Regions from separate parts of the Mus musculus genome. Here region 1 is linked to region 2. The links are chromatin contacts, called in public Hi-C maps. All regions are on one chromosome and are shown on one strand. The core of a region is the stretch at or near the end of the contact, and the rest is flanking DNA. Distances in the headings are between cores, read along the strand shown. Region 1 overlaps Vav3 (vav 3 oncogene). Region 2 has its middle 100 kb from the start of Vav3.

Evidence for each region. A called contact is a pair of places that touch in the nucleus more often than the background predicts.
Region 1: a contact with region 2 is called in a Hi-C map of bone marrow-derived macrophages, with 22 read pairs. The contact joins two enhancer-like sites. A contact is called at or near these places in 1 of 15 datasets of contacts at CTCF or cohesin (large pre-B cells), 2 of 484 Hi-C or Micro-C datasets (bone marrow-derived macrophages and stem cell-derived neural stem cells), 1 of 115 datasets of contacts at active chromatin or transcription factors (cardiomyocytes) and 2 of 9 other capture datasets (adipose tissue and liver).

The regions. Positions count from the first base shown.
Region 1 is chr3:109,477,211-109,482,487 of GRCm38.p6, forward strand. All of the region lies in intron 2 of Vav3 (vav 3 oncogene), which reads left to right. Among named protein-coding and RNA genes, the nearest start is that of Vav3, 140 kb to the left of the region's middle. Within about 2 kb of position 3,526, at least 10 of the 459 cell types and tissues checked have an H3K27ac peak or open chromatin away from gene starts, as enhancers often do. A contact at or near this core is called in bone marrow-derived macrophages, where this site is marked.
Region 2 is chr3:109,235,611-109,240,414 of GRCm38.p6, forward strand. No RefSeq gene overlaps it. Among named protein-coding and RNA genes, the nearest start is that of Vav3, 100 kb to the right of the region's middle. Within about 2 kb of position 2,786, at least 14 of the 459 cell types and tissues checked have an H3K27ac peak or open chromatin away from gene starts, as enhancers often do. A contact at or near this core is called in bone marrow-derived macrophages, where this site is marked.

The DNA.
Region 1 (5,277 bases), core at 2,276-4,775, 240 kb after region 2:
ATCTGGAACTCTTAAAAATGTAGATATTTATTGGTCTAGAACCTAAACTCATAAGAATTTTTCCTCAGGAAATTATTAGGTAATAATGTATAAATATTTAGGCATGAGAGCATTATTCTTTTCATTGTTTACAGTTATGACAGACTGAGAGAAAGCCTCATGTGTTCAGTATCAGGGCAACAGGAGCTTCTATGAAGATTAAGAAGAAGTATGATAACAATAACTTAATATGGAAAATAAGAGCATGTGCATCAGGCATTTCGGGTACATCATAGTCTGCTTTTGCTGTTAGATCAGAGCATCTGAGGCAGAAAAGAGGTTAACTTTGTTTGGCTTTTGATTTTGAGGACTGGCTTAGTCAGATGTATCCAGGAATTCAATGCTGCTTCAACGCACGCTGAAAATGCTACGGTAAGTTCTTGTGTGTGGAAGGGATCAGGTGTAACAGGTGACTTGGCAGGCCAGGTGTGCTTCTGTACACCTGTAGTTCTGAGCCCAAGAGACAGAGGCAAGAGGATTGCCATAAGTTTAATGCCATCCCAGGTTACTATGTAGCATATCCATGAACCCATATTCCACATGATTCTTGATTTTTTTTTTCATGTGTTCAGTGTGAGGGCAGTGGGTGCTTATATGAGGAATAAGAAGAACCATGATAATAATTACTCTTACACTACAAATTCTCTAGATTTAGTCAAGTTGGGAATTTATACTAAATGCCACAGAAATTGCAGCAGGCCAACATCTCCGATGGGAGCAGATCTGGACAGTCCCAAGTGTGGCCCTTGTCTCAGATTGGATTGAGAGTGACTTGCCAGGCAGCTGACTTTACCGGGAGTGTTAATAGTGAATCGCTCTCACTGTGAGGTTGGAGAAAGGGTTAGACTAAACACATGACCTACAGTTTAAAACATCAGGCTGCTTTCTAGCTTACTAGTTTTATTACTTATAAATTGCCTTTTCTTGGCAGTTTTGTTGCTAGACTGCCAATTAAAAATGTTATTCTAAAAAAATATAAACTGTACATTGAGTTTTAAAAGCAATTTAAAACAGGATGTGTGCATCTGCTTTGGACTGTATTATTTAACGAGCATTTTTTTCAACAATGCACTTTCATCTGGGGCTTCGCACATCACCATCATTCATCTTGGTAATGCCTGTCTTCAACAGTTGTCCATGAACACAGGCAGTTCAAAGGAGTAATGCCACTTAGCAATGTTCCATATTTCTGTTACAGTTAGAAAATTTTAGTATTGCAAGTTTTAAGAAGTTGTGTGTCAACCGAGCCTTCCAGGATATTGTGAAATACCTCTATTTCAAGACACTATTAAATATGCATATTGGAAACATCTTCTTAAGAAAACATCTGGGGTCTGAATTAGTCATTATTCGTCAGGAGTGTGACAATAGCCAAATTTGTTATGATAATGTGAATGTTGTCTTTCTGTAAATTATTAACTTCCAATTCTTGGTTTGTATTAGTAGCTTTCAAGGAGCGAGCTACTTGAAATTTAGAGGGGAAATGGCATTTGCTGACTTGCTGTTTCCTCTCATAACTGAGTACAATGTTTCAGTTAATAAAAAAGGAGAAGAAAAATGAGCAAGCATCCTCTATTGTTCCCCAAGAACCATCTCAAAAGAAATAGCTAAGTTGGACATAGTAGTGCACACCTTAAATTCCATCACTTGGGAGGCAGAGGCAGGCTGATCTCTGCCAGTCCAAGGTCAGCCTGGTCTATAGAATAAGTTCCAGGACGGCCAGAGTCTCACAAAGCCAAGCTAAGTTGCTGAAAACATTTGCTCTACTAGTGATGTCAGAGCTCAGTTGGACTGTGGGAGGTGGAATATATGAAGCGCTGAAGAGCTAGGTTGTTGTGCCTGTGGTACACCTTGAGGGGGTGCTCTTTAAATGCATGAAATTCAAGGTCAGGTATAATGGCTTCTCTCCCTCTTGGCTCATTCCTCTATAGAGGCTGGCGAAATCCCTTATCAGCATCATTCTATAAGTCCTGAAGCCCAGTAGAACATTAGCTTCTCTTTCCCAAATGTCTACATACTTGAAACAAAACATTTGCGAAAGGACCAAAAGAAAATATTAACATTCATATGGAAATCATCTTTCTTAGCGAGGTACTTTGGTTTGAAACGATCATATTGACACCTAGATGCGAAGAGTTGATTTCTGTGGGTTTAAAACAGTTCCTTTTGGGGTGATGAGCACTACAAGTTCAAATCCACTGCCCATCATTACATTTGTGATTATATCAGGGTTGTTGAATCCTCATTCCTGGTTATGGTGGCTCATGTCATTAATTTCATCACTGAGACAGAGTCAGGGGCAAGGGTAGAGGGCAGAGGGGCAGGAGGGAAGGGGGCAGAGACTGAAAGAACTCTGTGAGTTTGAGGCCAGCCTCATCTACATAGCAAATTTCAGGACAGCCCGGTCTATGCAGTGCAACCCTGTCTCAATCAAAACAAGACAAGACAAGACAAGACAAGACAAGACAAGACAAGACAAGACAAGACAAGACAAGACAAGACAGGACAGGACAGGACAAGACCCATTAGGGAGGTTAGCTTCACTTTCTGTGTTTTATTCACAGTTAAAGAATTGATACTTTAAGAGTAAGAACAATTCTACCAAATATTCTGAAGTGTAATTTTGCCCTTATAGGCTGAAGATAATAAGTCTACTAGTGAAAAGTAAGTTCCTACATCAGTTTACACGTTCTTTACGCATGCCAGGCAGCCACCCCAGTGTTTGTTGTGACTTCGTTTTACATTTAGTTCAGTTACCATTCTAAGAAGCTTGAGTATAGAAAAATTAACTGAGGAATGTTGGAAGACTTTTTTTTCTCTCTGATACTTCAGTTTTATTTCTTTCTCTATTTCAGAACCAGATGTTTATTTTTCTCTTGTCTTTTTCATTTTTCTTTCTTTTCTTCTCTTTCTCTCTCTCTTTCTTTCTTTCTTTCTTTCTTTCTTTCTTTCTTTCTTTCTTTCTTTCTTTCTTTGGTTTTCCGACACATGGACTGGACATATAGAATATGAAATAAGGTGACTTGGAAAGAAATTCAGAACTTCTGTAATGGAATGAAGGCACCTTTTTAAGGTGCCATGCTCTAGGAAATGGAGAGGTTGTTCCTGAGTTAGGGCCTCTGTACCTCTGCCTCTCCATCACCTCTCTGCATGGCTCTCTGCCTTTCTGTAGCCTCTTAGTTCTTGGCTTCTGATCAAATTTCATTTAAATGACAACAAAAAGAAAGGTTGAAAACTATTTACTTGCTTATAACAATACAAACATATTTTTGCATTTCTCATTAAAATATTTTGCTGAATACAAATTTAATATGCAATTACCAACAACATGTTCATATAAATAATATAAATGTCAAGCTAGGCATGATAGGATTCTGTCTCAAAAGTACAGCAACAACCAAACAAGACATCAAGGAACAGGAACAAAAGTGAGATTGCATAGCAGTGTCCCTTACTAGAGAGTTGCTGTTGCTAGTGTGTCACTATGTGCAATGTTTGAATATCCTGTTTATTGGAGCAGCAGGCAGCCCTGGGCTGGGAATCAGGAGGGAAGCCAGGGAGATGGAGCCCTCAGCCTTGTCATCTCTGAGCATGTTCTTCCTTATTTATGTTTGTTTCCTCCTCTGCAAGCAGCAGGAAGGCCAAAGTCCTTCTTGGACATTTTTTTTAGAAGGCAGGACCTAGGGTAAATGCTGGGGAGACGAATCAGCAGTTAAGCGTGCTTGCTGCTTTTCCTGAAGGTCTGAGTTTCAGTCCCTTAACCCACACTGAGTAGTTCACAACAGTCTGTAACAACAATAGAGGAGATAGATGTGATGTCTCTGCTTACCTCAGTGCACACCCATGTATACACGGCATATCCACACATAGATATGCACATAAACCAAAAATAAGAATTGAGTCTTAAAGCATAAACTGACTTATGACTTCCCCCTCCATAGAGGTGTTCCATATCATTGTGTTCTCTCCAGAGTTTTCATTAGGCTGTGAAAAAAATGACACTGTTCCAAGACCTGCTGTGGCTTAGAGATTCACCAAGCTCTAATGAGCACAAGGGGATCTACTCCACCTGTTTCATTTTCGTTGAAGGAGACTTTCCAGTGAGTTGCTCTGAAATAAAGTTCCAGAAGATTATTAATGATGTATCATGGAGCAAAAGAGGAAACAGATATTTTAGCATCTGAGATGTTAAAAAGAAAACTAAGAACTTAAAAAAAAATTGTGTTTGTCTTCATGACATCATTATTATTCCCTGAGGAATAATAATGATAATTAAGGTAAAAATTAGAGGGTAACCAAAGAGTCAAAATAACTAAATTGAACTATTTTTAAATGTTCTTCATTTTCAAAACAGAGATAAGGTCTTATTATATATAGGGGGTGGCCTTGAGCTTGTGACAACGCCTCTCCCAGAGTTTCCTGGGTAGCATGCTTACAGGAGTGTGTGTGTGTGTGTGTGTGTGTGTGTGTGTGTGTGTTTGTGTGTGTGTGTGTGTGAGTGTGTGTATGTGTGTGTGAGAGTATGTTTGAGTGTGTGTGAATGTTTGTGAGTGGGGTGTGAGTGTGTGTGCCATTGTGCCTTTTTATTAAAACTTTATCAATGCCTGTTATATAAGGTGCTCCAATGCAGATATTTAATCCTTCTGTTGGTCCCAAACAATTATACATTTTAAAAAGGCAGTTGGAGCCCAGAAAGTTGGTGGCCATGATGCATTGAGACAATCTTGTATTTAAACATTGTGGCAGAAAAATCTTGAACATTTCTATCATAATATAAGCCTCTGTACTCACATAAACCAGTATACAGGATATGGATACATATGGATGCCCAAGCACACTCCCCAGTTCATGTCTTGCTTTAAAAAGAGCAGACTCCTTAAAACTCACCACTGGTGAGACTGTGCCCTGTCGGCCCACTGGTGAGACCTGAAGCTGTGGCCGCTTTGCTTTGTGTGGTACAGTTGAAGTTAGAAACCTGTAACTTTTCGTAGGACTCATCTCCCTGGAGGTTCATTTACTAGGGGTGTGTTCTTCAGTGTGGTGATGCTGAGGCGGTAGAACCTTGAGGAAGCGGGGCTGATGTGAAGCAGTTAGGTCATTGGGGATGCTCCTGTGGAAGGCTTCGTGTGGTCTGCTAGAGTGAGTTCTCTGGTTAGTCAGTTGTTAGTAGGTGAGGCTATCCCATGTCCTGGACCTCTATTCACTGCTGGTTTATTGGCCATCCACTGCCACGTGTTA
Region 2 (4,804 bases), core at 1,536-4,035:
CAGTCTGGAAAATAGATTTTTATCTTCCATGCTGAATAACAAAGCCCAGCAAAACAGTTTGATCTTACCTGACAGTGTCTCCAGTGTCTACCACACTGTCCTAGTTACTGGCGGTGCCCCACCCGATGGTGCTTCTGCTACCTGCTACTCTTAAGTTTGGTTCTTAAGGAAGAATGACCATGCCTCAGCTTTGGGAGGATTTCCTTTGTTCTTGTATCACCATCATCATCATCATCTTGTTTATTTATTATTATTTAGAGTGGTATAGGAAATCAGAGACAGAGTAGAATGAAAGGGAACTGAAAAACATATAAACAAGGAAGAAAGGGGGAAAGAGGTGGCAAAGACAAGAGGAGAAGGAGTCAGAGGAGGGGAGAATGGAGGAGGGAATTGATTTCCTGAAGGCAGAGAACACAGATGGTGATGGGAAAGAGTCTATCATGGGCCCAGGGGAATGCACTCCCAACCAGAAGGTTTTCAATGAGCAAGCACTATTTTGAAGCTATAATGTAGGACCCAAGTATTTACTTGGACTATATTTCTAGACACTTATTATTGTATTTTAGTGGGATCTAGGGAAGATATTGCCAAGTATGTGCTGGTCCACTTTCTTGAACTAGTTTTGAGCCCAAACATTAATTTGACTCAGTGGTAAAGTACGAGGCCCTGGGTTCCATGCTCTGTCTCTAGTTCAGAAAACAAAAGCCAGAACAACAAAACACCTCCAACCCAACCCAACCAACAAAACAAACACACACCAGGAAACCCAAAAACCTCTCCTCTGGCTCTTTCTTCCTTATAATCATGTGAACTCCCTCATCCCAAGCTCCATGTTTCATTTTTATGATGGAAACTCTGGAAGCAGAAGCAGAGTATCTGTTTTTGTCACCTGCTGAGATGACACTAACTTGTCCCATATAACAATGCATCCACCTTCTGAGAAGTAATCAAGATAACAGAAACACCACTGAGTTGAGCATTAGTTGCCCTTAGAATCTGTGGAGTAACTTTGAAAATTTTGATTTTCTGATATAATTTTTACAGAATTCAGAAAAACATGGGCCCTTTGTACTCTCCCAAGCCTTTACTTTTGGTATTGATTCTTGATTTTGTGCATCTCCCTCCCTCATCCCCTCTCTCCTCCCCTCCTTCCTTCTCTCCCTCCTTTCCTCCTTCCTCCCCTCCTTTCCTTCTTCACCAGGAGCTTTTAAGTCTAAGTAATGTAGGGCTTTTGTGAAGAATCACTGATGTCTTCAAATGTTTTTCCACATATCTTGTCATAAATAGGATACCCAGAATTTCATACTTTAAAAACCGCTGAAACCTTCAGTGATCTTCAGAATATCCAGCCATATTTAACTTTTCTCTGAAATAACTAAGTCCACACTTGTGTGACCAACACTTTACAGGTTTCTTTCTTCTGCAGCAGTCTCCAAGGGACACAGTCACTTCCTGTGACATCCGATCACCAACCACATTCTTGCTTTGCAGAATCAGACCCAGGACATATAACAGGTGGTTTCCTGTACCTCTGAAAGATGAAGTCACCAGCAGGATGGGGAAGAATGGGCCGGGCACTTTGTCTTTGGCAGAAGGAAGTGTGTAATGGCTGCTGATGTTAATGGAGTGATCCAACTCTACCGTGCGTTTTTGAGTGTCCATCAGGAAGATAGTGGCTGTCATCCAGTTCTGTGCTCCATGTTGGACACACATGATGCTGCCACTTTCTTTGCATTCTTAGCACCTTTAATCCAACTCAACATGTTTACTTTGTGCAGGTTCTTGGCACTATGCAACCACAGATAGAGCCTTACCAGTGTATTCTGGAATCTTGCCATTTCTCTGTCTCCCATCTTGAACTTGGTTGTGTGTTAATGAGACACATCCTTTCAGCCCTGGATCTTAAGTGTCATCTTTCTGAGAATCACCCTACATTCACTACACTCTGTCACAATTGCTTGGCCTGTAAACTTCAGTGTGCTTGAGAACCATTAAAATAGTAACCATTAGATTGAAAGGTGTATGCTTGTATTATTGAAGCAAATAATGCTAGTGGCTATAATCAGATATACCACCAAATCCCAGTTATTTAATACTATTTATTTATATTATAGTATAATATTATAGATATATACTATTATTTAACTAAGGAGAAGGTTAATTCTTGCCCCTACAAAGCCCATCAAAGGAGATTTTTTTTTTCTATTCAGCTTTTTCAATAGGAACAACACAGAGAGTGGAGAAGATCATGAAGGTTTGAATGGACCAGACATAGGCTGGACTATGTTATATTTGCCCTTATTCCATTGGCCAAAACTCAGTCACATGGTGCTATTATAGAGAAGGAGGCTGAAGTATAAAGTAGCTGTGGACCTACGGGAAAGAAGAGGGAGCATTGACAAGTAGCCAGCTCGTCTACTGATGCGATGACTTAGTTACAGAAAACACAAAACTTGTTCAGAGTTCTCTAGTGGCCTTTTGTATGTTCTCTCCATTCGTGACCTATGGTGAGTTTAAGACCATACCTTTCTGATAATATTTCTGCAGACACACTTGGTGAAGTTGTGAAGTACAGACAGAATACCAGAATACCTCAGAATACTGTATTGTGGCTGTCTGTGTCTCTTCATTGCCTCTGTCTTGCTGATCCTGTATCATACCGGAGCCAACAGCTGAGGTGGTGGCATTTGGCCTGGGATCTAAACTTTGAGTTCCACAAGGGCACAGTCTGCTTCCTCAGTCCCAATCCCAGAACAGGGAAGTGATATCTTCAGTGCTAGCTCCTTCAGACTCAGACTGTGGATGACTTCCTGGAGGCAGAGCAGGCCCTGCAAAGGCCCTGTGCACAGGCAGAGTCTTTGGTCATTAGAGTCCTTGCTGCCTCTCTGACTTGTTTGCATCCAGACCCACACCTAACTGTCATACCTTAGCATCTCATTGTTTGGTTGTTGGGGAAGGCTGACTTTTTTTTTTTTTAACGAATTTTTTTTTAATTAGGTATTTTCCTCGTTTACATTTTCAATGCTATCCCAAAGGTCCCCCATACCCACCCCATCAATCCCCTACCCACCCACTGCCCCTTTTTGGCCCTGGCGTTCCCCTGTACTGGGGCATATAAGAAAACATTTGGTTGGTTGATCTTCGTTACATGAATAACTATTCTAAACCTTAGTGACCGAGCAGCAGCGCTATTATATTCATCAGAATTCCACCTAGCGCTCAGATTTTGAAATTTGGCTTGGCTGAAATGGATGCAAGGCTCAAGGCACCAGTTCTTGCCAAGTTTTGGCCACCACTGTACTGAGAGGCAGCGTGAGACAAAGGACAACATAGATTCTTTCTGAATCAGGGTGTCCCTGAGGAAAACCACCAGGAAAAAGTAGAGTCATGGGAGGGGAAAGAAAAACGGGACAGGTATAGACATTCACATATGCATGCAGAGAGATGGAGGGGAACAACCCTTTAAAATGTCTTAACTGCAGCTCAGATTGTCTAGTACAAATTCCTCTTTCTTTACTTACCCACATCAGCATTTCCTCTCTTCGGGGGCAGAAGGATGGCAGAGCAGGGGAAAGGGAAGGGAAGAAGATTCTGGAACCTGGCCTGGGTAGGGAGTGTTGGCATGGAGGGGAACAGAGAGGAGAGACACCCAGTGTGGGTCAGAAGTCAGGTGTGAGACAGTTGTTAGGACAGAATCAGGTGCTGAGGCCAGTGAGCATGTTCCTCTCTGCCCTCTCCAAAGTGCGTTCACACCGGAGTTTGCAACCTCACGCAGCCTGCATCTTGCTTCTGCAACTGAAACTTCAGGTACTTGTAGTCATTTCCTGTTCTTTGCCCTTGGTAGAGTCCCAGCTTTACCTGGGACATTAATTTAGATATTACAGCTTCCTCCAGGATATCGATGGGACACAGTTTTGGCTTACCTCCTGGAGAGTTTGAGCAAACTTTTCCCTTTCTGATGAAAGTTACACCATGTCCTCTTTGGTGTCCTTCCTTCCTTCCCTCCCTTCCTCCCTCCCTCCCTCCCTCCCTCCCTCCCTCCCTCCCTCCCTCCCTCCCTCCCTCCCTCCCTTCCTTCCTTCCTTCCTTCCTTCCTTTCTTCTGTTCTTTCTCCCTCTTTTATCTATTTAATGTAGAAGATGTTAAAGTGGAGATGAAGGAACCATTTTGTGACTATGGGCAATCCTAATACTGAGAACCACATGCTAAAGAAGAAGTTAATAACCTGTGCCCATGAAAACAATTATACTCAGTATCCTAGACACATGCATGCATACAGAAACACACACACCTTCCCCCACACAAACACACACATAAACATACAGACACATACAAACACACAGAAAAACATACATAAACATACACACTTGCACACACATAAGCACACATACATACATATACTCACACACAAACACATACAATACTTCACACACAGGTTCACACACATGCATATGCACACATGCCATATACATTCTCTTACAAACTCACACACATAATAACACACACATTCACACACATACTCAGTCACACTCATCCACACATAAATACTTATACACATCAACTCATGCACACACCATGCACACACATGCATGCACATATCCACTCACTCACATTTACACACACTCATACACACATACATACTTACAAACACAGACACACTTACACACACACACACACACATATACAAACTTACACATATGTGGATGCATGTGCACACAAACACACACACGAAGTCATCAAAGCAGGAGGGAGACTTTGTGGGAAGATGAGTTTTAACAGGAGAGGGATGGAGATGAGAGAAGGT